5 separate regions of the Mus musculus genome follow, and all the other regions are linked to region 1. Evidence: chromatin contacts called from public Hi-C and HiChIP or PLAC-seq data. All regions are on one chromosome and are shown on one strand. Each heading gives the region's core, a stretch centred on a gene start, on an enhancer-like site or on the middle of the called end of the contact. The rest is flanking DNA. Distances are from core to core; before and after follow the strand shown. Region 1 holds the start of Focad (focadhesin). Region 2 overlaps Focad (focadhesin). Region 3 overlaps Focad (focadhesin). Region 4 overlaps Mllt3 (myeloid/lymphoid or mixed-lineage leukemia; translocated to, 3). Region 5 overlaps Focad (focadhesin).

Region 1 (4,253 bases), core at 456-2,955:
CCTATCGAATGAGGGATACATTTTTTATTATCTGTAATATATTCACTCAGTAAGATATTTTCTCATTGGAGTCAAAAATGGGCTAAGATCTTTCAGAGTAAGTATTTCCCCACAAGATCCTAAACTATCAGTTTTGGAGACAGACACTTTATTGAGAACAGGATGGCTGGTTTCAAATGTATCAGCTAGGTAAATAGCCTTGGTCAAAGTGTTTCATATTTTGTGCTTAGTTTCCTTATTTGAAAAAAATGTAATAACTTTACTATTCAACTTGGTCTGTGAATTAAATAAGTTGATATACTTAAAACAGTATACCAGACATAACTACATGCTCGATTAGGAACAAGTGAGCCTCAAGAAACACAGGAATAAGCCAGGGGTGTGGCCCATGCCTTTAGTCCCAGCACTTGGGGGGCAGAGGCAGGCAGATCTCTGATTTTGAGGCCAGTCTTGTCTACAAAAAGCATATTATAATGACCTTGCAAATTTAACTTACAAAACTGCTTGCTACAAAATGAGAGCCTGTCTCAAAAAACCAAATACAGGAATAGACAAAGGAAACAAATTTAAAATGTTCCTAAAATTTGTACTTGTGTAGTTGGAAAACTTATGGGAATATCATCAAACTAATAAAACCAAAAAGGTAATTATAAATCTCACAGAACTCCCATGTCCCCAAGGATATAAGCGATTGAATACAGGAACATGTTCAAAATTAATTTAGATAAATTCTTACAGAATGAATGCATTATAAGTTATTGGAAGATCTAGAGATGGTGTGTGGAATGTAATTATTGTTCTGAGGTGAAGTATAGGAAACCAAGAATTTCCTGTTAGCATATTATAATGACCTTGCAAATTTAACTTACAAAACTGCTTGCTAAATTCCTACCACAGAATTAGAATCTCTAGAGATGTACCCAGGCTTCTTTTAAAGCGTCCTAATGCTTCTAAAAGTGCATGGGGTTTCAGAAACAGTCAGGTAATAGATTTCTATTCCTTTTAACTTATTTATTTATTTATAAACGCAGTTGTTTTCGTTTCTGCTGCGTTGTGCCAGGTGTCACAGACTTCCCCTGTGGGACCATTCCTTCCTATTTCGCTAAAGAAAATGCTTGGCTATAATAAATGTTATATAACAATAATAGTCGTGGTAAAGTTCTTTGAGCCAGCTCTCTTTAGATCAAATTCCCCCGTAGCAGAAATTCCTGGGCCTTGACAACTATACAAGTAGAAGCAAGGGCACAGCAGGAAGAAATGAAGTCACTGAGCAGCAGCTCCAGGAAGCAAGCTGGCTCTGAACCCTAGCTATCATGAGTACTCCAACCCCGCTCCCCCTGCCCCTCCTCCCCACTCCAGTCACGAGGATTTACAAAATCTCCAAATATCAAGAAGCTGTCCTGCATCTCCTAAAGCTGCCAACAGGACTCCCTGGCTCTGTGCAGTGGCATCTCCAGACAGGATCCTTTGCTTTCACATCCCAGAGCCTGAAGATCAGCCTGCACCCCTGCGAAGTCTGGCTGTGGCTAGGGCTGGGACCCAGCTTCACTTCAACATCTAACTGCAGTGAGCCGCCAAGGCCTTGTCACGCATGCGCGCGAGGGGGCGGGCATCCCAGCAGAGGAGGCGGGACTGGTTCTTGAAGTAGGTTTCGTATTGGCTGTCTCCGACAGGACCCGCCTCCGAGCGGTGGAGGCGGTGCGTGGGACACGTCAGGCACGGGAGCAGGCTGTGCCTGTGGCAGAAGTGAGGTAAGCCATGCGGCGTGGCTGACCGTCCACCGGCGGCAGCCGGGTGGGCAGTTGCCGCATCGGGTCCGGCTGCAGCCGCGGTCACGGGGGCGAGGGCGACCGAAGCTGGACCACTTGGGCTGGGGTGCAGGCCCGCGGCGGAGCATGTGGCGGCAAGGCCGTGGCGTCGCGTGAGGCGGGCAGGGCATTTGACCTGCTGCCCCTATTGCTGGTCCAGCGAAGCGTCCGGCTCCCGGAGGATCTGGCCTCAAGCGGTTCCCTGGTGTAAGGCTCCAGGACCCGCTGGCAGTGGAGGGGCTTGGCAGCCGGAGAGGCTGGCACGATCTGTCTAGCTTACCTGCCTCAGGTTGCGGTTGTCACCCCTCCTTAACCCGGTCGCTGGTTCGGGGCAGCGCCAGAGATCCTGGTGTCCTCTTGTCTGGCCTGGGGTGACTGTCTGAGTTCCCCGGGACTCAGACGCAGTTTTTGTCCACTTTAATGCAAAGGCTCTTGGGTGAGCAGAGCCTGTTTTCTGACTCAGGTCTCTGGCTCTGAAGAGTTTTTCTGTGGGGCTTCAGCGGTTGCAGGCGCCTGCGGTTGTGTAGGACTTAATCCCAGTTTGTTTCAGCCATGGTGCCTTGACCCCTTGTTTGTAGTTTTGGATCCAGTGAAATCATACCGTCATTGACTCATTCATTGCAAACTTTTAAAATGAGTTCCTTGGTGGATAGATAGTACCTGCCTTTGCTTGCATTTAATATGCCAGTGCTAGTGTCTGAGTTGACAAGATTTGAGATGGATTTTTTTTTTTTTTGTGGTTCATTTTTAGGATCTAGATTTAGATGCAAAAGATGAAGCTCTCTTGGACCTTATTCCAAGGGTTTTTTTTTTTTTTTTTTTTTTTTTTTTGTTGCTTTGGTTTATTTATTTATTTATTTATTTAATTTTGTTTTTTGCTTTTCCCTCTCCTTCTAATAAACCCTAAAGCCCATTGGCCCTGAGGGGTGATCCTAGTGCTTCCTATGGAAAAGTAAAGGGATGTGATTACAAGTATTCTGTAATTTTGGAATGTTCAAATTTTACAAAATTTACAAATGTTCAAGATTTACTGAACGGTGTTAGCAGTTGGGAACCAACTAAGTAAAAAACACATGATGTCATTTATGATTGTGTATTTTATGCTCCAGTGACAAGTGTTTCTGTTCACAAACACTTGACTAGCAAGCGAGTGAGTGCATGGTTACAATTTTGATTGACATCCAGTTTCTGCAAAGAAAGTACCATGACTCATCTAAATTTTGAAGTGTAATAATCATGAAGTTTTTTGTTATATATAAAAATACTCCATAGAGATAACTGGACAAGAATGCAGTTTTCAAAGCTTTTGACTTGCTTTGGTGATAAGTGATAGCCAAAACAACTGAATTATTTACTTACCAAATTAATCTTATTAACAGTTCACATTTCTTTGTTTTCCATATCTTGCTTAGTTTTTTTTTTTTGTTTCTTTTTTAATTGAAATAATTTAAAATTGTATCATGTTACTATTTGGTGGGTTTTAATTGCTTGATGGCTCTAATTGAGGCCTAATAATCCAAAAGTAAATAAATTGTTACTTCAAGGTAACAAATACCTGTATAGATGTGATAGATTTTTCTTATGGTAATTGATTAATGGTATTTACACATAGTAGAGATCACCCTTTTCTAGTATAAAATGATTTCAAAGGTAATTATTCTGATATTCCGAGCCTCATGATATTTGACATTGTCCATAAACTGTTAGTTGAATTAATATTAATTAGAGATGTAAATCAATTATAATCACTATTAGTATAGAGCTCTTTCATATGATAAAATACAGCTTAGCCCTAGAAGTATAGTTTAAATCTGTGACTTATAAATAGCAATTAATTGAGAAGAATTTATGTGTACCATTTCCATCATGGTAAATAAGAATTGCTAAGCTAATTGGACAAGTGTTGTTTGTCAGCTTCCTCTATAAAAATTATTTCAACCTTTTTAAAAATGTAGATCCCATTCATTTCACACACTAGATTACAAAATTTGAAAGTGTGTAAAAAAGATTTTTAATCTGTTTCAAGTCACACAATGTTGAGAGTAATGCAATGACATTTGTAATTTTTTATCACTTTGCTAACATATTTTCATTCATTCAGCCAGAGTCAGAGTATGCATGTATTTGTTTTATTGCTTGTTTATCTGGATAGATGAGAATGACCTTGAACTAATGGTTTTCTTGCCTCAGTCTACCCAAGGCTGAAATTAGGGCAAGTGCCACCCTTTCTGGTTTATATCTTGCTGGGACTGAAATAAATACTTTGTGCACTTAAAATGCATTATTATTATTATTATTATTATTATTATTATTATTATTACTATCATGTGTATTTACATGAGCCCAGATGCCTGTGAAAGCCAGAGGCATCAGATTCCTTGGATCTTAGAGTTATAGGCAGTTGTGAGCTACCTGATGTGAGTGCTGGGAGCCAAACTTGAATTC
Region 2 (4,253 bases), core at 496-2,995, 120 kb after region 1:
AGGATAGACACAGGAATCACTGTGATGGGCCATGCAAGTGCTAAGTGCTCTTTTTGTTTGTTTGTTTTGTTTTGTTTTGTTTTTGCTTTTTTTTTGTTTGTTTGTTTTTTGTGATGAATTCTAGTTGATTTGCCATTCAACAAGAACTTTGTGTTATTGGAGTGGCTATCTTAGTCAGTTTTGGTATTTTTATAGGATATGAAGGCTTTGGCTTTTGATTTGGTTGCATGTAAAGATGATGTCCATGCCTTTATATAAACTGTAAAGTTAGTTTCTTAATTCTTATAATATCCAAAAATGTAGTAGAGATTCTACAGTAGTATAACAATGGTATAATGTTCTCTAAAATGAGAATTATAAAAGAACTTGCCTCATTAAATTTAGCATGTGAATTAAGTGACATAACTCATGGTCAGCAAAAGTGATATTGTTATTGTTCTTTTTATACATTGTACAGCTATTTGTTCTGTGTTATAGGTGCAGTGCCTGGCTCTAGTTAACAGAGATTTTTCCTTGTCTGTCTAGAGCGAGCATCATCCTTTATTCCCCAAGTCCTTCAAAAGGGAGATATTCACTGTTATGTACGTTCGTGTGTCTGCTTTTTTTTCATCAATTTATTTACTCACATACTTGTGTATGTGTGTTTGTATGTACGTATGTATGTGAAACATGAGTAGGAAGGTCAGACAGCTTGTGAAAGCTGGTCCGTCTATCATGAGGATCCCAGGAATTGAATTCAGCTCATCAGGCTTGGCAGAAGGCTCCTTTACCTACACCGAGCTTTGTTCAACTTTGTGTGCCTGTTTTAATGTACTTTTAGATTAAGCAAGGAGATGAAGAATGGTGTTTTTCAACAGTGGGACTGTGGAGTATGTAAAAGTGCTTGTCACAAAGCCCCGAGGACAGGAACTTATATCCCTAGCACACAGAAAACTCCAAATGTGGCAATGAGCACCTGTTACCAGTGTGCTAATGGGGACAGATGCAAGGACGATTTCTGGGCTTGCTGGACAGTTAGTCTGGACAACTTGGTGGTCCCCAGGTTCAGTCAGAAACCCTGTCTGAAGAATAAGATGAAGAGTGATCAAGGTATATCTCCAACACTGATTTCTGATTTACACCCATACATACATCTCACATCAAAATCTTTATGATTGCATATTTTAGAAGGTGGGAAAAGGATAAAATAGTATTTAATAGTATGTTTTATATAACCTAGTATATCTGAAATATTCAAAATTTAGTAAAAAATAAATTGCTTGCTGGGCGGTCTTGGCACGCGCCTTTAATCCCAGCACTTGGGAGGCAGAGGCAGGTGGATTTCTAAGTTCGAGGTTTGAGGCCTTCCTGGTCTACAAAGTGAGTTCCAGGACAGCCAGGGCTACACAGAGAAACCCTGTCTCGAAAAAACAAACAAACAAACAAACAAACAAACAAACAAGCCCAAATTGCTGAAATATTTTGTGGATTCATATCCATAAACCCTTCCAGATCTCTTTTATATTTTACTCTTACAAGACATCTCAATTAAGTTGACTATGTTTCTAGCTAGTGTTTACTCATGTTGTGTGTCAGACTTTTCTTGGAGAGATGTAACACATATATCTTACCCCAGAAAGGGAACCCATGACAGGCCGAAGTGCACCCAAATCCAAAGTGGTGAGTCAGTGAACTTCTACTGGGCTTAGTTACAGAAGTGCACGCGAGGGCTTACTTGGAAATCTGGGATGACTCAAAGGCAGCTGCATCTCTGAACAGCCCATTCTAACATTGGCAATGCCTCATAAAAGCTGCAACCTCAGAGATGTCATACAGCCTGTAGGCAGCTGACACAGTCATGTGATTACTGGGCAACTTAGATTCACCCTGTGACTCTCCCAGACAAGTGACATGTGTTTACTCTCAGTGTCTTATGAGCCATCTCCTCCTCCTCAGAGGAAGGTTTCCATTTGGAAGAAAGTGTCAGGCAACAAGTTACATATCATGATGACCACTGGGTCAAACAATATAGAGCCACTGAAAATCCCCAGCGTGTGCTCTTCTTCAACATAAATGTAGAATATGTGTTTAGAAATACTCTTCTAATATTGATTTCCCCTGTCTAGGAGTAGGCACTTAGTTTGTAGGAGACTAGAAACTTAATAATCAAGAACCAATGTCTGTGTGTGTTTTGAAAAAAAAGTATTTTCTTTTCTTTTGAGGGAGGATTCTCTTATGTAGTCCAGGGTATCCTGGAACTTGGAAACTGTAGTTGTCAGGGTTTTCTGAAGGGAATGAAAAAAATATAATGAATATTTATTATATAAAAGAAATAATTTAGGTTAGCTTTCACAGTAGGCGCATAAGCCAGGATGTTGCTTAATCACCGGAGAGGCAGAGAATCCTATATCTGCGCAGTTCACAAAACAGGGTACTTCAGCTGTCTCGGCTGACTCTGAAGGCCTGGGGCCTTACTGCATAGCTAGCATTTTCTGTTCAAGTTGGAAAGTCAAAGAAACCTGGTTCTGATATAACAAAAAATGGAAGGAGTGGGAGCAATGGGTTATATGTGTTCACCACCAGGAAGCAAGGGAAGCAGCCATGTTGGCTGCCCCTGGAAAGTGTCACCCTTGCTGGGGGAGGGTCTTCTGAGTTCATCATGCCAGGAGGTGCTGAACAGATTTGCTCGCACCTGTGACTCTTAGGTGATTGCTGATCTAAGTAAAGTGACGACCAAGGTGGAGTGAACATCAAGCTCTTCCTGGTGTATAGTGTTCCTCATATTGAACGGTGCTGGGATTATAGGCCTGTAGCACCATCACTAGCAGGATAATAATTGCCAAAGTATGGTGTTCAGAAAGTAACAGAGAACAGGTTGGAATTCTGGTAAGTGGTTTTTGTTTTGGGGGTTTTTCTTTGTTTTGTGTGTGTGTGTGTGTGTGTGTGTGTGTGTGTGTCTGTGTGTGTGTGTCTGTGTGTGTCTGTGTGTGGCAGATCTACATTTTCTAAGACTTTTTCCTTTTTAAATTCATCTTGAGTACATTTCATCTCCTAATTATGAGGACTTGATATATTATGGTTCATAGCAGATACAAGAAAAAGAACACAGCTCCTGTCTATGATACACATCATTTTCAGCTGTTGTGATCAAGAAGCTAGGTCCTAGAGTAGACCAAAGTTAACATAGGGCTAAAGTTAGAATAACAAACAGTAATTAGAGCAATTTCTTCCTAAAAAGATCAAAACTGGACTCCCTAAACTCTATTTTCCATGTCTGTAAATGTTGTGGGTTGAACTCCTAGGTTATAAGAAGGAACCTGTCTTAGTCAGAGTTTCTATTCCTGCACAAAACATCATGACCAAGAAGCAAGTTGGGGAGGAAGGGGCTTATTCAGCTTATACTCTCACATTGCTGTTCATCACCAAAAGAAGTCAGGACTGGACTTACACAGGGCAGGAACCTGGAGGCAGGAGCTGATGCACAGGCCATAGAGCGATTCTGCCTACTGGATTGCTTCCCTTGGCTTGCTCAAGTTCCATTCTTATAGAACCCAGGAATACTAGCTCACGGATGTCACCACCTACCACCACCCTTCCACCTTGAACACTAATTGAGAAAATGCCTTACAACTGGATCTCATGGAGGCATTTCTTCAAGGGAGGCTTTTTTTCTCTGTTATAACTTCAATTTGTGTCAAGTTGACATACAAAACCAGCCAGTACAGAGTCTATACAAGGTAATGCAGGAGAGAGAACATGATGAACCTTGGAAATCCAAGATGAAGACAGAGAAACCAGAACAAGTTGTTCCCAGGACCAGCTGTTATCCATGTGAGGAAACTTATGGATTGTCCACTGTCTTCTGTAATGACTACCTTGGGTATTGAGAGTCCAGGGTAGCCCTATCACTTGTTGAAGCCTTATTGAAGGCAATTTGGAGTATTAAAGCAGAGGTCATGGCAAGTCTACAGCTCAGACTTCCGATTGCTAAATTAAAGGCATTGACTACTGTGCCTGTCCTTTTGATAATTGAGTGTACACACTAATATCTTACAAGCGTTGTATTATACTTCCTCCTCTTCCTCTTGTCTTCTCCTTTCCTTCGTGTTTGGTATTCTCTACTCCCCTCTGCCTGTGCTGAAGGTAGATCTCTGGTTCTCATACCTGCCCTACTCCTCTTCCCTGAGCTGTGTTCCCAGTCCTCTCTGTGTTATAGAGTACAAGTTTCCATGTTGTTCTTTGTCCCCTATCTTTGCTTTCAGATACAAGAAATT
Region 3 (4,253 bases), core at 734-3,233, 100 kb after region 1:
GTCCCTTTTACTTTCTACTTCTTTATCTGAAAGGCAGAACATACTCACCCTGTCATCTGTTTTTCCTCTCCGGGTAGGGAAATCCTTGATGACACCCATCTCTTGACAGTATGCCAGTAGCAGCTGTCATTCAACAGGGCACGGGGATCTTACTGTGATATATTATTTAGCATTTTGCTTCCCTACTGCTGTTCTACCTGTCAGCAAGCCAGCAAACCAGAGCAAGAAGGAGGTAATGCCTCAAGTAGCACGGGGTTACCTTCCCTTCCTTGCTTACTTATGCCCGAGCATGTTCTTGCTTTGGACGCTGTTCATGGCTCATGTTCATTTCCAGTTATTAATCTTTTCTACTCTTAACCACTGGATTTTCTTTCCCCAAGACAGGGATAATGCTTTCCTATATTTGCAACTTTAGGCATCTCGCTGGCTTATTAGATATTAGATTGTTTCATATCTTCTTCCTATCTTGGAAAGAAGTTAGTCTTTATTTAAATTGGATAAATGAGTAAAGTGATGTTTAGAGTGGTTGCAATGATGTTTCATGGCTGACTTGGGTTTTCTGAAGACCAAGATTTTATGTCTCAAGTCCAGTGTTGGTTTTCATTAGTATAAAGATTGTGGCCATAGTCATTAATGAATTTTATCTTCTTGTCAACAGTTTTTTTTAATAAGATAAAGGAATATAAATTTGGATTATTATTTAAGCCTAAATTTTGTAAGATTTTTAAAATAGTAGCACATTCACATGGTTTAGAAAGTATAAAGTAGAATATGCTGAGCATCCTTTTTATTCATGTGAGTCCTAGTAGTGCTGTCCTTACTCTTGTAAAGAGGATGTTTTGCTTAATGGTTACCAGTTGTATTGTATTCTACAACAATACAATACAACATACTACCCTATAATGCAATATAACATATCCTTTTCTCCTCAGTCTCGTTTGGAAAAACAAATAGCATTCTATGTAAACTATTTATATCTCTTATATTTTCACTTGGTGAATCTGTTCATATTAGTTATTTGTATGGCTAGAACTTCCACATTTGTTTTTAGAGTACTATTAAATGTTTAAATCTGACAGCCACTCTTTATCATATGTTCAAAAGAATTGTGTGTTTATTTAAATTGTCTTACAAATGTTGGTAGAAATGCTGATAGCGTTGTTTATAATTGCCTCCCAGGATGGACATGGCTCAGTTACTCATTTATCATGAATGGATTGACAAGAGGAGCATCATATATAATGTACGATGCAGTGCTATTAGCAATAACATGTACAGACACAAGCTATGACATGAACAATCCTTGAAAACATGCTAAGTGATAGGAAGCCACAAAATGAGTGGTGTCTATTGTATAAAACCTGTCATAAAATATCCAAAATTATCATATAAAATAGAGTAGAAATACAATACCAGTGGGTAGTTTCCAGGCACAGGGAATAGAAGTAGGCAATTGGGGTTTTTCCCCTTGGAATAATGAAAATATCATAAAAGTAGACCCTGGTGATGGTTTCAGAATTTTATGAATTACTGACATCTACAAAATTGTAAACTTAAAAAAAAAGCAGGTATTATAACATTTGTCTTTCTCACCCTTTCAATGATTATTTTTATACTTAAACCATCGTGTGATAATAGGAAGGTAAGAGAGTTTAATTTCTGCCATCCTCTTCTGTGAAGTGTGAATGACTCTATTGGCAGACAGTGTCAAATGCTTCTGCAATGCCTGTGGCTTCCTGAGTTCTTTCCCCTCAAGTGTCACTGCACAGTTTTGTGCACTCCCTGAACCTGACTACACTGCCACACTTAAGCGAGGAACCTTTTCCCTGATTAGCTGAAATGCAGCACCATCTCTTGGTCTTGTTTGACTTAGAGCTGGGCTAGCTACATTTTGTTGCTGAAGTTATTCACAATTACTAATGAATTACCAGGCTCAAGCTGAAGCAACTCTGTTCCCATCCACACACTGTCTGTTACAAATGTGAATTGTCCTGTGTCCAAGTCTGCCATCTGCTTCGAGCTGCCACTTACAAGGGCCTGGAGCTGGGCAAATTAAATCCGGTGTCTATTTTTCTTCTCATTGTTGATCACTTTGAAGCTTTTTAAAGTGGGAATAGATTTTTTCCTAAACTCTGTTGCCTCTGGATCTTGTATATTGATCTAATTCCCCTCTGTCTTAATAGGAGGTAAATAGTAAATAGAGAAAAATTTGTGCGATAGTGTTCCTAGGTTCTATGGAACAACTGTTTTCCTCTTTGTCGGATCCTATTGCCTCACATTTGGGTGGAGAGCCATTTGGCAGGACCTCAAAGTATCAATTTTTTTGTTGTTGGCGGGGGGTGATTTTGATAATGCATTATAAAATGGGTGAATGTCAGGAATAGGAATTTTTTTCTGACACACACTCATCTCCTTTTTGAAATGCCTTCTTGTGTCTGTTTCTCAGATCTCCTGCAGGCTTGCTTTTCCTGTAAGCAGCATGTATGGCTCCATCTTCACAGCCTGGAGGATTCTTGACGTCATTGGAGAAGAGTCTGCCACTAGTGACTGGCTGGCTACAGTGGAGTCCTTGCTCTCTGCCACTACAGTGATCCCCCCACACGTTTTCTTACTGCTGGCTTACCTGCTTGTTGAAGATGTAGGGCAGAATCTTCAGCAGATACTGAGGGTCACCACACAGTTAGCTCAAGCAGATTCCTCTCAGGTAAAGACAGAGAATATGGAAAAGTAATGGGAGAAACACTCAGTATTTATTATTATGGATAATTTTTAGTTTATTTATGAAGTTTTAAATTATGGCTTTAAAAATGTCTCTCTACCCAGTGTGGTTTCTTTCTTCTTACTCTGAGTTGATGTTCCCGTAACAATGCAAATGTTTTCCTTTAATTAAAACTATAATTTTCGAGGAACCCTGAATTCAGTATATTTTTGTTCCACTTCGCAACGGGTTCCACGGTACATTTCTTTTTAGTTCTAATATTGATCTAATGTGACCCTGCTTAATCAATTCATGACAGATTCCTTACAGTTTGATCCTCAGTCATTTAATAAACAAAAACATTGTGTCCTTCCCTGTGTGGTCCTGATCTGCAGACAAGGCCGTGAGGATAAACAGTTGTCTTCCTGTCTGCATGGAGCTTGAGTGTAATAAGCAGTCAGACATAAATAAGACTTCCCTCCTTCCTCTAAAAATAGAAATAAGTTTAACACAGTCTTACTGGTTAGTCTCTAGAATGTTTTCCATGAAGGAAGGCTCTCCTAACCCGGCAGACATGGCATTATTTTATATTCCATTTAATGTGTCTGTGTTTAGGTTTTTTTCTTTCATACATTGTGAAGAAAAATTTCACCTCTCAATACAAACTCATGTGTTCCTAGTTAGAAACTTTTGTCGGTGTTGTTGGTGAGAAATGTTGATGGTGGGAGGTTCCGTGCTGGGAGTTTCTCATTCTCTCAGCTTACCATGTCCATTGTATTCATCAAGTAATACTTCTCTTCTAGTCCAGTTCTCTGATACGTTTTACAGACCGTCACTCTTAGCCAGTGTTTGGATCATTGCTTAGACCATGTAGGACACTCTTAGAGTAGTTGAAGCTCAGGCAGCATCTGGAGATCATGCAAAGAAGAATCCCTTGAAATAATACTATGGTCTGCCTTGATCTGTATACGCTTCCTACATAATGTATACTCGCACACGCGCACACACACACACACACACACACACACACACACACCACTCACACACCTGTCTGTTATTTTTTTATTTACTCATTGAGTTCCTTTGGTTTTAGGGTAGTCATCTTAAGAACAGTTTTGCTTTTTTTTTATTAGACTAGGATTTAGGTCAATCTTGACCTGAGTAGTATATTCAAGGCACAGTTATTTTTTTATTTCCCATTGTGAATTATGTAGAAGACTTACAGAGAATTATTACTTCATCTTTACAGTCCAAAAGGAATCGAAGAACAGAAGATGCTTAGATCCTTGGTTCATGTGTCCATAATATACCAAATACGATGATAACATAAGGAGACATTTTTAGTTGCCATTCTAGGCAGAATGGAAGTGGGGTGAACTTTCAGGATTTGTGACTAGAGTTGTGCTGAGTGAGGTTAAGAATATTTTAGTCAGAATTTGTGTCACTTTGGCAAATACTTGAAAAGAGCATAAGAGAGGAGAGATGATTTCAGTCCATCATTGCTTGGTTCTGTTGTATTTAGTTCTGTGGCTAGGTAGAAACACCATGGCAAAGC
Region 4 (4,253 bases), core at 789-3,288, 79 kb before region 1:
TTGAGCAACTGAATGCTTTGCGTGTAAACTAACGGACGGCATTCTCTGGGGGCTTATAAAACATTACCACAGTGTAGGATGACATAAACACCTAAGGCATACAGTGACGAGGCTGCTGGCATCTTGGATGGGTGGCAAATATAAGGTGAGTATGAACTCCCCCATTGCCCGGATCCTTAAAATAAAAGTTCTGTTGGGCTGGCAGACAGTTCCAATTTTGGAGGCGCTTACAGCCTGATACGATAAAGTACGTTTGATTCTGGAATCCACATGGCAGAATGAGAGATCAGACTCCACCAGTTGTCCTCTGACCTCCACATTCATACCATGTGGTACATGCATGCCCACATACACAGAATAAATGTAAGGACATCACTAAACCCAACACCTGCAAATATATACACCTTCAACCTATACATATTTAATTCTATATATTGACACCAAAAAGATTGTTAAAATGCTTCTTTTAAAAAGAAAAAAAAAATCTTTCCACCAATGACACCAAGCCAATGGGCTTTTCCTTAGCCACAAACTTTTGGCTGCTCCATTATGATATGCCAGGATTTCAAATTAAGTAGCTGCCAAAGACGGCTGTGAATGGAAAATAGAGTTGGTACAGCCTTCCTGTACAGAGAAGCTCTTTAGACACAAGCATAAAAAAGGGTATCTATTACCCACGTTCTAACTCTGCCTTGCCAATTCTCAAGACTTCATTTAAAACATTACTGCAGAGCTGAGTTGGCCGTCTTCAGTAATCAGACCAAGGACCCACACATGCACGCACAGCCAAAGACATGTACTGCGTTACTTTACAAAATCCGGACAAGTCAGCACTTAGAATTCCACACAGCACTTCACATTGAAACCCAAAATCTTCCCACTCACAAGAGCCACCTGTTTACAGCACTGATCTCGAGAGCAGCTTTTATCTCTTACCCTGGCATCTAGAACTGGTATGAAATTTCTTTATAACAACGTGATTGTGTAGTCTCTCAAATTTAATTATGTTTTCCCCCTCTGGAGCTTTTTAACCAAGGCTAAATGCATTAACATACAACAAAATTCTCAATGTGTGGACAAAGATGCATAAAAAGTAACCTTTCATCCGAGCTATGTAACTGATTTTATTCTCTTTTGGCATGTTTGAAGTAACTCATCTACAGATTAGTTAGGCTTTTCCACACTTCTTTTTATCAGAACCCTACCATTCTTGATTTAGTTTTGAGAGAAAAGGGTTTGCAAAAACTGTAATAATCTCCCAGCTGGAGATGGCTGGAAAGTCTGCCAGTCCACATTGTCCCCTTAATTTGCAGGAAGGCTTTGCTGCTCTCATTTTATATGTGGAGCAGTTTGCACTGATAAGGTACTTATAGACTAGTTATCTTAGATTAATGAGAAGCTCAGTAAAATTTTATGTTAAATGGCTGTAAACTTTCTCTTTAAAACACCGCTCTGCATCTTCGGTTTTGATTCCATTAAAATCTTAACTCTCATAATCTGTCTTGATAGTTTTCATGCTAGTGGCAAAGGCAGTCTTAAAATGTTTAAGAAGTATTATTTTCAAATAGAGAAGGAATCCCAAATTTAAGGCTATGAATTCAGATGGACTGGCTGGAGCCTCGGGGCAAACACACGGGTTTAATCACACAGCTGTGGCTTCCAACTCTTGCCCTTCTCTGCCTTAGCAGTGAAGATGTCCCTGCCCCTCAAACCTACAACAATAATGCAAAAATATGATTCAGACAAGCGTGGTGCTTCTGGGACTTTGAACATTATGGCATTGATGTTAGTGGTACTTGGCAGTGTTCTAGTTACACACTTAACCCAAAAATGAGTTTAAAGTCAATGACTTGGTATTTCCTCTCCTTCTAAACTTCACACCAAAAAGCCTGCGTACCAAGAAGAATAAGTCAACTTCCACAATCCCTTTTGGTATCCGCATCCAGAAGCAAAAGTCAGACTCTGGAAAGTATGAGCTGCTGTTCCTAGATCTGCCCGAATGGAAGCAGAAAAGGCAGCGATGTGTCATACTCCAAGTGCTAAAATTACACATTCTCTGCTGTACTGAACACCAGTGAGGCAGAAGCTCATACCGTAAGCCCAGAGGTTATATCCCACACAGCAAGTTTATCTGCCGAGTAGAAATGACAGCATCGGAAACTGATAGGTGTTAATCTCTTCTTTGGTGAAGCCATGCGAAGCCTACAGCAGCTGCCTAACTGTGCTTTTACAGCCCAAGGAAGCCTTCCAAGGTAACACTGGCCTGGGAACTAGATCAGCAATTTTAGCTTCAGCCAAAGAAGGGGATAGATAGTGAAAACAACCTTATCCCCCAGTCACTAAGTTTTCTGACAAGCTAATTTTTACTAACTTTAATGTCTACCCTCCTGTGCATCGGTGAGACCCGTGTCTTTCTGTGTGTGTAGACAACATTAATAACTTCTAAATGCCGGCTACAAGAGATAAACTTCAGATAGCTATCGCTTCTTTAAAACCACTTATAAAAACTTCCAGGAAGAGTTTTAACTACTCACAGGCAGAACTGAGCTAAAAGGGAAAAAGGGAAACGTTTAGCCGCTGCTGCTGTAAAAGGTTTGACCACAAATCTCTGATTGTATCAGTTTAGAAACATGTAGACTTTGTACCATTTCTATATGATCTAATACACTGTGCCAGGATTCTGATGGAGAAACAAACTCCGTTCCTTGAGGCCTAGAATTTTCCATCTATATAAGTACTTACACCATTTAAAATAAATACAATACCCATCTTATTACCCACCCAGTCTTGCCAGGACATCTGAGATACCTGATCCCTCAAATCTTTTCTATCTAGTCTGCGAAAAACAAGTATTTCACCTAATCAGAAAGAATAGACATTTATTTAAACAGAAATCCAACACTCGCCATAAATCAAGTCTTTGAAGTATGTGAAGAAGGGAAGAAAAGCAATCAGTGACCTAACAAAGCTATGTTCTATGGCTCGCAATCACAGGCTCATCCAGGAAAAAGGAGTCAAAAAACTTAAAACAAAGTTACATGGAAATAGGCGTGACTTAACATTCCCACTTCCATATTTATATTTAGGCTATAAATTAGGTTAAGTACATAACTTCGTTCACGTTTTTGTGCCTATGGAGGGTCCTCTTTTCTAAAAGCCAACTTTAATCCAGTATTAATTTATAATAATTCTAGTAATGCTTACTTCATCAAAGGTTTGTGGCAGAGCACTAGCTACCTTTTAGACTGCTGTGCATTCCTGCTACACACCAAAGATAAGTGCTTACTGAGACAAATCAGATACAGTGTCTGCTGTGAAGACCCCACCACTGTACAATGCTACCACATGTACAAGAAATGTGACCCCCAATGAGTTTTCTATAGGACTATGAATTGCTTAAAAACTATGAATTAAAATATACGTATTAAGGGACAGTCCTCAATTCACATATTACGGCTTGTTTAAAAAAAAAAAAAAAAAGCAAATCCCAAATACTAGGTTAATATGCTCCCCTTTTGTAGACTTAAGCCATAAATTCTTCAAACACAATTAAACAAATTGGTTTTTCTCCTAATTACCGGCAGGAACTCAGCAGTGTAAAGCTATCTCTGTATTCTCTATAGCTTGGGAATTTAACTGGCCATGTTCAATATAATACACTCAGAGGATCTCAGAGCCCACTGCCTGTAAAATCTCCCATGGAGACTCAAGACCACCCATTGAAAACAGTACATTACTGCCCCAAGCAAGAAGCTAGTACACAGGACTGGTCACTCAAGTCTTTCAAATACTATTTTATTGAGGGATTGTGGGAGGTGGTGGAGAGGGAAGAGGGGGATTCATGAGTGGACGGGGGAGGAAAACTCAAGACATAGAAAAAACAGAAAATTCTAAAGCCTGGGTCTCTAGGGCATCCCCATTCCTCACTCTACCCCTACCTTTTAAAAGGCTACATAAACAAAGTAGTAAGTGCTCAGGTTCCGAGAGAATTATATTATCCTCCGTTTGAACAGCCCACAAAGCACTTTTATTTGAAAAGCTGCTTCTCTCCTGTTATAAACAATTTTACTCCACACTAATTTTCAGACGAGACTGGGGACTGTGAGAGGAGGCATTAGGAAAAATTCACTCCGTGTCTTTCAAAGACTTAAAGAGTTGATCCAATAAAGATCCTTTAGAGAAAACTTTAAGTCTATTTTTTTCCTCCAAGTAAGCAAATCATACATGAGGGCTTTTCTTCTCTGGAGGACTGC
Region 5 (4,253 bases), core at 983-3,482, 73 kb after region 1:
AGAGACTAATTCTCTTGCCAGAGAACTCGTGCTTTGCTGGAGAATGAGAATTTGGAGACAGATGTATTTTTCAGTTGCTAGAGTTCTTGCTTAGTATGTGTAGGCATTGGGTTTGATCTGTGTGAATGGGGTATTGTGGTGCACACCTATCATCCCAGCACTGGGGAGGCAGAGGCAGGCTATATAGTGACTTGGAAGCCAGTCTGGGCTACATGAGAATCGAATTTTTTTTTTTTTTTTTTTTTTTTTGTGTGTGTAGTTCTGTGTTCCTTGCTCCCACTGTCACATCCTTTCTCTCTAGTTTCAGTTTTATTTGATATAAGGACATGACTATTAAAAAAAAAGAGTCCAAGCATGCTGCATGGCTTGTATAAAATCTACTACAGTGATGACAGGGATGGTGGCATCCACACTTGGCTGTATTTTCAAGATGTCCTACTTTGTGGCTACCACCATTAGTTACAAATGACCTGGTTGGCTGGAGGGTCAGCCATACATTTTAAACAAAGATGGGGTAATTTAACTATTGTAGCTTGAGTAGCAGATTTGAGAATGATTGAATTAATGAGTGGATTTATTGAAGGAAAGCGGGTGTATTTTGGTCTAGAGTTCCAGTTCCAGCTCATCATGGTAGAGATCTCATGGAGCAGGAAGGGATCTGAAGGCAGCCATAATCAGGAAGTACACAAGTGTGCTTCTCGTTTGCCAGCCTGCTGTCTCCCTCCCTCCCCCTCCCTCCCTTCTCCCTCCCTCCCTCCCTCCCTCCCTCTCCCCTTCTCTGTCTCTCTCCTTCTCTCTCCCTCCCCCACTCTGGTACTTCCCAATTAAATTTTTGGAGTTTAAATTGTGTATCCTTTCAAATGCCTGGAACTTTCTCATTTGAATACATGTTAAAGAAAGAAGTTGAATGGCTAACAAACAACAAGTGAGAGGAAGAAAGAAAAAATTTGAATAATCCATAAATTTAATAATCAAATCTTGAATATATCAAGAGTGAACTATACTCAGCCTTATGACATTTTTCATGCTCTAATTATAATATTTTTGATAGGATAATAACTTCATTTTCTGTCATACTCAAATTAGCATCTGTATTCTCTAATGATGTTTATTTTAGAATAAGACTTATTTTGTAAAGGAATAATTTTACGTTTTTCCCCCACTTTAAGCCTTTTCAGTTTTCTTGTGCATCCAATGCTAATTTTTGTTAAGCGTATTTCCATAAGAAATGTAAGTTTTTGGTCATGATTGATGACTTTCAGTGCTGTTTAAGTTAAAGCCCGGTCGGCTTTGTGCTTCGCTTTGCACTTGCTGTGGACTTCAGGTAGTGATTCTGAACCAGAGGCAGTTTCACCCCAACGAGGACATTAGGCAGAGTCAGAGGACACGTTTGATTGTCAGTACTTGGAGGAAGTTTAAGAGCTCCTGGTGGAGGAGGCTAGGTTGCTGTTGATCAAGCTTTGCCCCTGCTGTGAAGACTGTCTATATAACACGCCAGTAGTGCTAAGAGGCAGTCAGTCTCATGCATGGAAGTGGTGCAGTTTGTTTAATTAAGATATATCCATTCTATTATGTGAGTGTAAGCCTTTGTGTATTATTTTTTACGTGTATTCACATATCAATTTGATGATTCACAAGGGAAAATTTAGCTTTTTGGTTTATTATGCTTAAAAACAAAACTTTGGCAACTATAATTGATTTTAGGTTATTTGTGTTGTTTGAAAAAGTATAATATTCGTAATCCAAACCTAATCAATAAGAGTCAATGTTTGCATTTTTTATGCCACTTCTTTCAAGGTTATCAGCCTCTTGTAATCAGTATCATACGTTACTTTTTACAGTATTGTCACTTAGAATGCATTCAATTTCCTGGAGAAATTAATTATCTAGAGGTCTAAATCAGTAATTAATTTGGACCTTTATTCTCGTATATTCTACTCAATCTAATCTTTAGGGATTAACTTTGAGATGCTAACTGGAATTGACTGAATCCAGTAGCTGGTGAAATAGACCCTTTCATTTCCTGCAACAAAGTGAATGGTTCCTTCTATTCTGAGTGTAACAAAGCTGTGTCAGATGAGAGCTGGTTGCATATGTGTGTAATTTCTACTACTTTAAGATGACTGTGTTTTATTTCTGTTGACCTGGTTTAATTTGAATGTGTTGTCAAGGGGAGATCTGTCATTGTTATCTTGTTGGGGTAGGAGAGACAGGAAGAGGAATGAAGATGAGAGGGTTAATAAGAGGCAGTGGGGTTTTGGGGGAAACAGGAAGAGGAGAGGCCAGGTTGGGCAAGGAGCTGGTTTCTCTTTCTTTTTCTTTTTTTAGAGTTTATTTTATGCGCAATGGTATTTTGCCTGTATGTTTGGCATGAGTGGGTGCCAGATGGCCTGGAACTGGAGTTGCGGACGTTGTGAGCTGCCATGGGTTGCTGGGAATTGAACCCAGGCCCACTTGAAGAGCAGCCGGTGCTCTGAACCACTTAGCCATCTCTGCAAGAGCCGACTTCTAAGAGAGGAATTGGAAATCATTTCAGAGCTTAGTGATTACATAAAAGCTTGGTTGTAAATTTTTCAGATTATCTTCTTAAGTAGTCATGAACGCCACCCTTAGCTGGAGGGTTAGTGACTGGTCCTGTACAAAACTCCTTACACCAGCATGCTTATCAGAAGAGCACATAGGGGCAGTAACTGCTGTTAGTGTTCAAGACCTTATCCTGCTGTGATGTGCTGAGTGGCATTTAGGACTTGGGAGTATTTGGACTTCGTATCTCTGACACCCAGGATGGAAGGTGATTCTGGATAGCTTTACTTGCCAAAGAGTTTGGGATTGATATACATGATTTTGATGTGAGTTTTGAGGCTTGGTGTAAAAGGTTGGGTGGAACTACCTCTTAGCAATGACCTTAATCTGGCAGTCAGAAATAGCCTGTGTGTTAATGAGCAAGCTGCTGGCCTATGAGATAAGATCTACTAAAATTTGTTCTTTGTAAAAGAGTATAAACAGAAATATTCCTACCCTTGACTTCCTTCTTCAGAGGTTTTTATTTTCATTTTTTCCCTTTGTAGCAGCTTTCAGAGTGTGGAACATATTAGAATCACCTAGAGAGTTTTGAAAAGTTGCTTATGCATGAACACTATTCCTAGCAACCCCAAGGTAACTGAGGCTTCGGCATTGGGTGAGAGCTACACTCTGACCTATATTTCATGCCAGGGCTTTAGTAGATCTGCATGGGCTACGGGGATCTGTGTTTCACACTTTCTAGGTAATGATGCTGATATGCTGGAAAACCCACCATGCTTTAAGAACCAAGAAGAGCCATGGTCCATGCTGGTAGAGTATATGCAGAGGCAGGAGGATTATGATTCTGAGTTCAGGCTGGGTTAGACCTTTACAAGGCTGCTGAGATGACGGCTGAGTGGGTAAAAGCTCTTGCAAGCCCGATGGCCTGAGTTCATTCCTAGAACCCACGTGAAAAGTCAGATGTGGGAGAGTGTATCGGAATTCACACTGCTATGTGGAGATGGGAATTGGAGACAGACTTGCCTGGAAGGTACTTCACTGCAGAGCCGGCAGGATACTCTGCAGCCAGCAGGACACTCTGCAGTCCGAGCAAGAGAGTAAGGCAAGAGCCGACTCTCAAAAGTTCTCTCGTGGCTTCCACACATGCTGTGTGGTACAATAAACAGACAGATAAGCAAACAAACAAACATTTAAAAGGAATCAGGAGGGTTGTTCCTAGGAAGTTGCTTGCATCCTGCAGGTGTGACTCAGTGGTAAAGAGCTCGTTTGCCCAGCATGGGAGACCCTTGGCCTGATCCCTGGCATTGCACAGATAAGTCCTAAGAAATATTCATCTGTATCCACTTGCTACCAAGCCTGATGACTTGAATTCAATCCCTTGAACCCACGTGGTGGAAGGGGACCTAACTCCCAAGAGCTGTCCTGTGATTTTCACATTCAGTCCATGGTGCCTTTCTCCCCCAAATGCATAAATAAATATAAAATAAAAACAAAAAACAAAAAGCAAAACCCCTTGGTACATTTACAACTATAATTAGGATTTTGAACTCTTGAAAAGAATCTGTTATGCTTTTTTATTCTTCCTAAAGCTCCATTCTCTGAGAATCCTCCAGATTTCAGATTCTCTGTTTAATAAAGCCTTTTTAGATATCTTAATGGAAATAGGCCAAGTACTACAAATCCCTGTACAACAGTGGTTTGAAAGCATTTTCAGCTTGGAAGCTTTCTTA

What was found. Hi-C and Micro-C count contacts between places; a contact is called where the count stands out from the background. HiChIP or PLAC-seq counts read pairs in DNA pulled down with a chosen protein or histone mark.
Region 2: a contact with region 1 is called in a Hi-C map of muscle stem cells, with 2.0 times the contacts expected there. The contact joins the enhancer-like site here to the promoter of Focad in region 1. A contact is called at or near these places in 4 of 39 promoter capture datasets (the HPC-7 cell line, cranial neural crest, hematopoietic stem and progenitor cells and 1 more), 3 of 484 Hi-C or Micro-C datasets (adipose-derived mesenchymal stem cells, forebrain and muscle stem cells), 5 of 115 datasets of contacts at active chromatin or transcription factors (the 230-238 cell line, bone marrow-derived macrophages, embryonic forebrain and 2 more) and 1 of 9 other capture datasets (pancreatic islet).
Region 3: a contact with region 1 is called in a Hi-C map of cerebellar granule neurons, with 1.7 times the contacts expected there. The contact joins the enhancer-like site here to the promoter of Focad in region 1. A contact is called at or near these places in 4 of 39 promoter capture datasets (cranial neural crest, hematopoietic stem and progenitor cells, hippocampal neurons and 1 more), 2 of 15 datasets of contacts at CTCF or cohesin (CD8 T cells and the NIH/3T3 cell line), 6 of 484 Hi-C or Micro-C datasets (the C2C12 cell line, the C3H10T1/2 cell line, cerebellar granule neurons and 3 more), 6 of 115 datasets of contacts at active chromatin or transcription factors (the 230-238 cell line, CD8 T cells, the SCID.adh cell line and 3 more) and 2 of 9 other capture datasets (adipose tissue and liver).
Region 4: a contact with region 1 is called in an H3K4me3 HiChIP or PLAC-seq map of the SCID.adh cell line, with 12 read pairs. The contact joins the enhancer-like site here to the promoter of Focad in region 1. A contact is called at or near these places in 1 of 15 datasets of contacts at CTCF or cohesin (CD8 T cells), 1 of 484 Hi-C or Micro-C datasets (uterus) and 2 of 115 datasets of contacts at active chromatin or transcription factors (the SCID.adh cell line and memory CD8 T cells).
Region 5: an H3K4me3 HiChIP or PLAC-seq map of bone marrow-derived macrophages shows a contact between it and region 1, with 3 times the contacts expected there. The contact joins the enhancer-like site here to the promoter of Focad in region 1. A contact is called at or near these places in 3 of 39 promoter capture datasets (the 3T3-L1 cell line, 3T3-L1-derived adipocytes and the C10 cell line), 2 of 15 datasets of contacts at CTCF or cohesin (CD8 T cells and the NIH/3T3 cell line), 12 of 484 Hi-C or Micro-C datasets (CD4 T cells, CD8 T cells, double positive thymocytes and 4 more), 6 of 115 datasets of contacts at active chromatin or transcription factors (CD8 T cells, the SCID.adh cell line, bone marrow-derived macrophages and 3 more) and 2 of 9 other capture datasets (adipose tissue and bone marrow-derived macrophages).

The regions. Positions count from the first base shown.
Region 1 is chr4:88,092,925-88,097,177 of GRCm38.p6, forward strand. It overlaps Focad (focadhesin), which reads left to right and starts at 1,706. Exons shown (of 44, transcript NM_001081184.1): 1 at 1,706-1,751.
Region 2 is chr4:88,212,331-88,216,583 of GRCm38.p6, forward strand. All of the region lies in intron 11 of Focad (focadhesin), which reads left to right. Among named protein-coding and RNA genes, the nearest start is that of Mir491, 92 kb to the left of the region's middle. Within about 2 kb of position 1,746, at least 45 of the 459 cell types and tissues checked have an H3K27ac peak or open chromatin away from gene starts, as enhancers often do. A contact at or near this core is called in adipose-derived mesenchymal stem cells, bone marrow-derived macrophages and muscle stem cells, where this site is marked.
Region 3 is chr4:88,194,313-88,198,565 of GRCm38.p6, forward strand. It overlaps Focad (focadhesin), which reads left to right. Exons shown (of 44, transcript NM_001081184.1): 11 at 2,447-2,704. Among named protein-coding and RNA genes, the nearest start is that of Mir491, 74 kb to the left of the region's middle. Within about 2 kb of position 1,984, at least 27 of the 459 cell types and tissues checked have an H3K27ac peak or open chromatin away from gene starts, as enhancers often do. A contact at or near this core is called in cerebellar granule neurons and forebrain, where this site is marked.
Region 4 is chr4:88,013,358-88,017,610 of GRCm38.p6, forward strand. The region is part of intron 2 of Mllt3 (myeloid/lymphoid or mixed-lineage leukemia; translocated to, 3); the gene reads right to left. Among named protein-coding and RNA genes, the nearest start is that of Mllt3, 18 kb to the right of the region's middle. Within about 2 kb of position 2,039, at least 40 of the 459 cell types and tissues checked have an H3K27ac peak or open chromatin away from gene starts, as enhancers often do. A contact at or near this core is called in CD8 T cells, the SCID.adh cell line and memory CD8 T cells, where this site is marked.
Region 5 is chr4:88,164,954-88,169,206 of GRCm38.p6, forward strand. The region is part of intron 5 of Focad (focadhesin); the gene reads left to right. Among named protein-coding and RNA genes, the nearest start is that of Mir491, 45 kb to the left of the region's middle. Within about 2 kb of position 2,233, at least 62 of the 459 cell types and tissues checked have an H3K27ac peak or open chromatin away from gene starts, as enhancers often do. A contact at or near this core is called in CD8 T cells, the SCID.adh cell line, bone marrow-derived macrophages and 3 more, where this site is marked.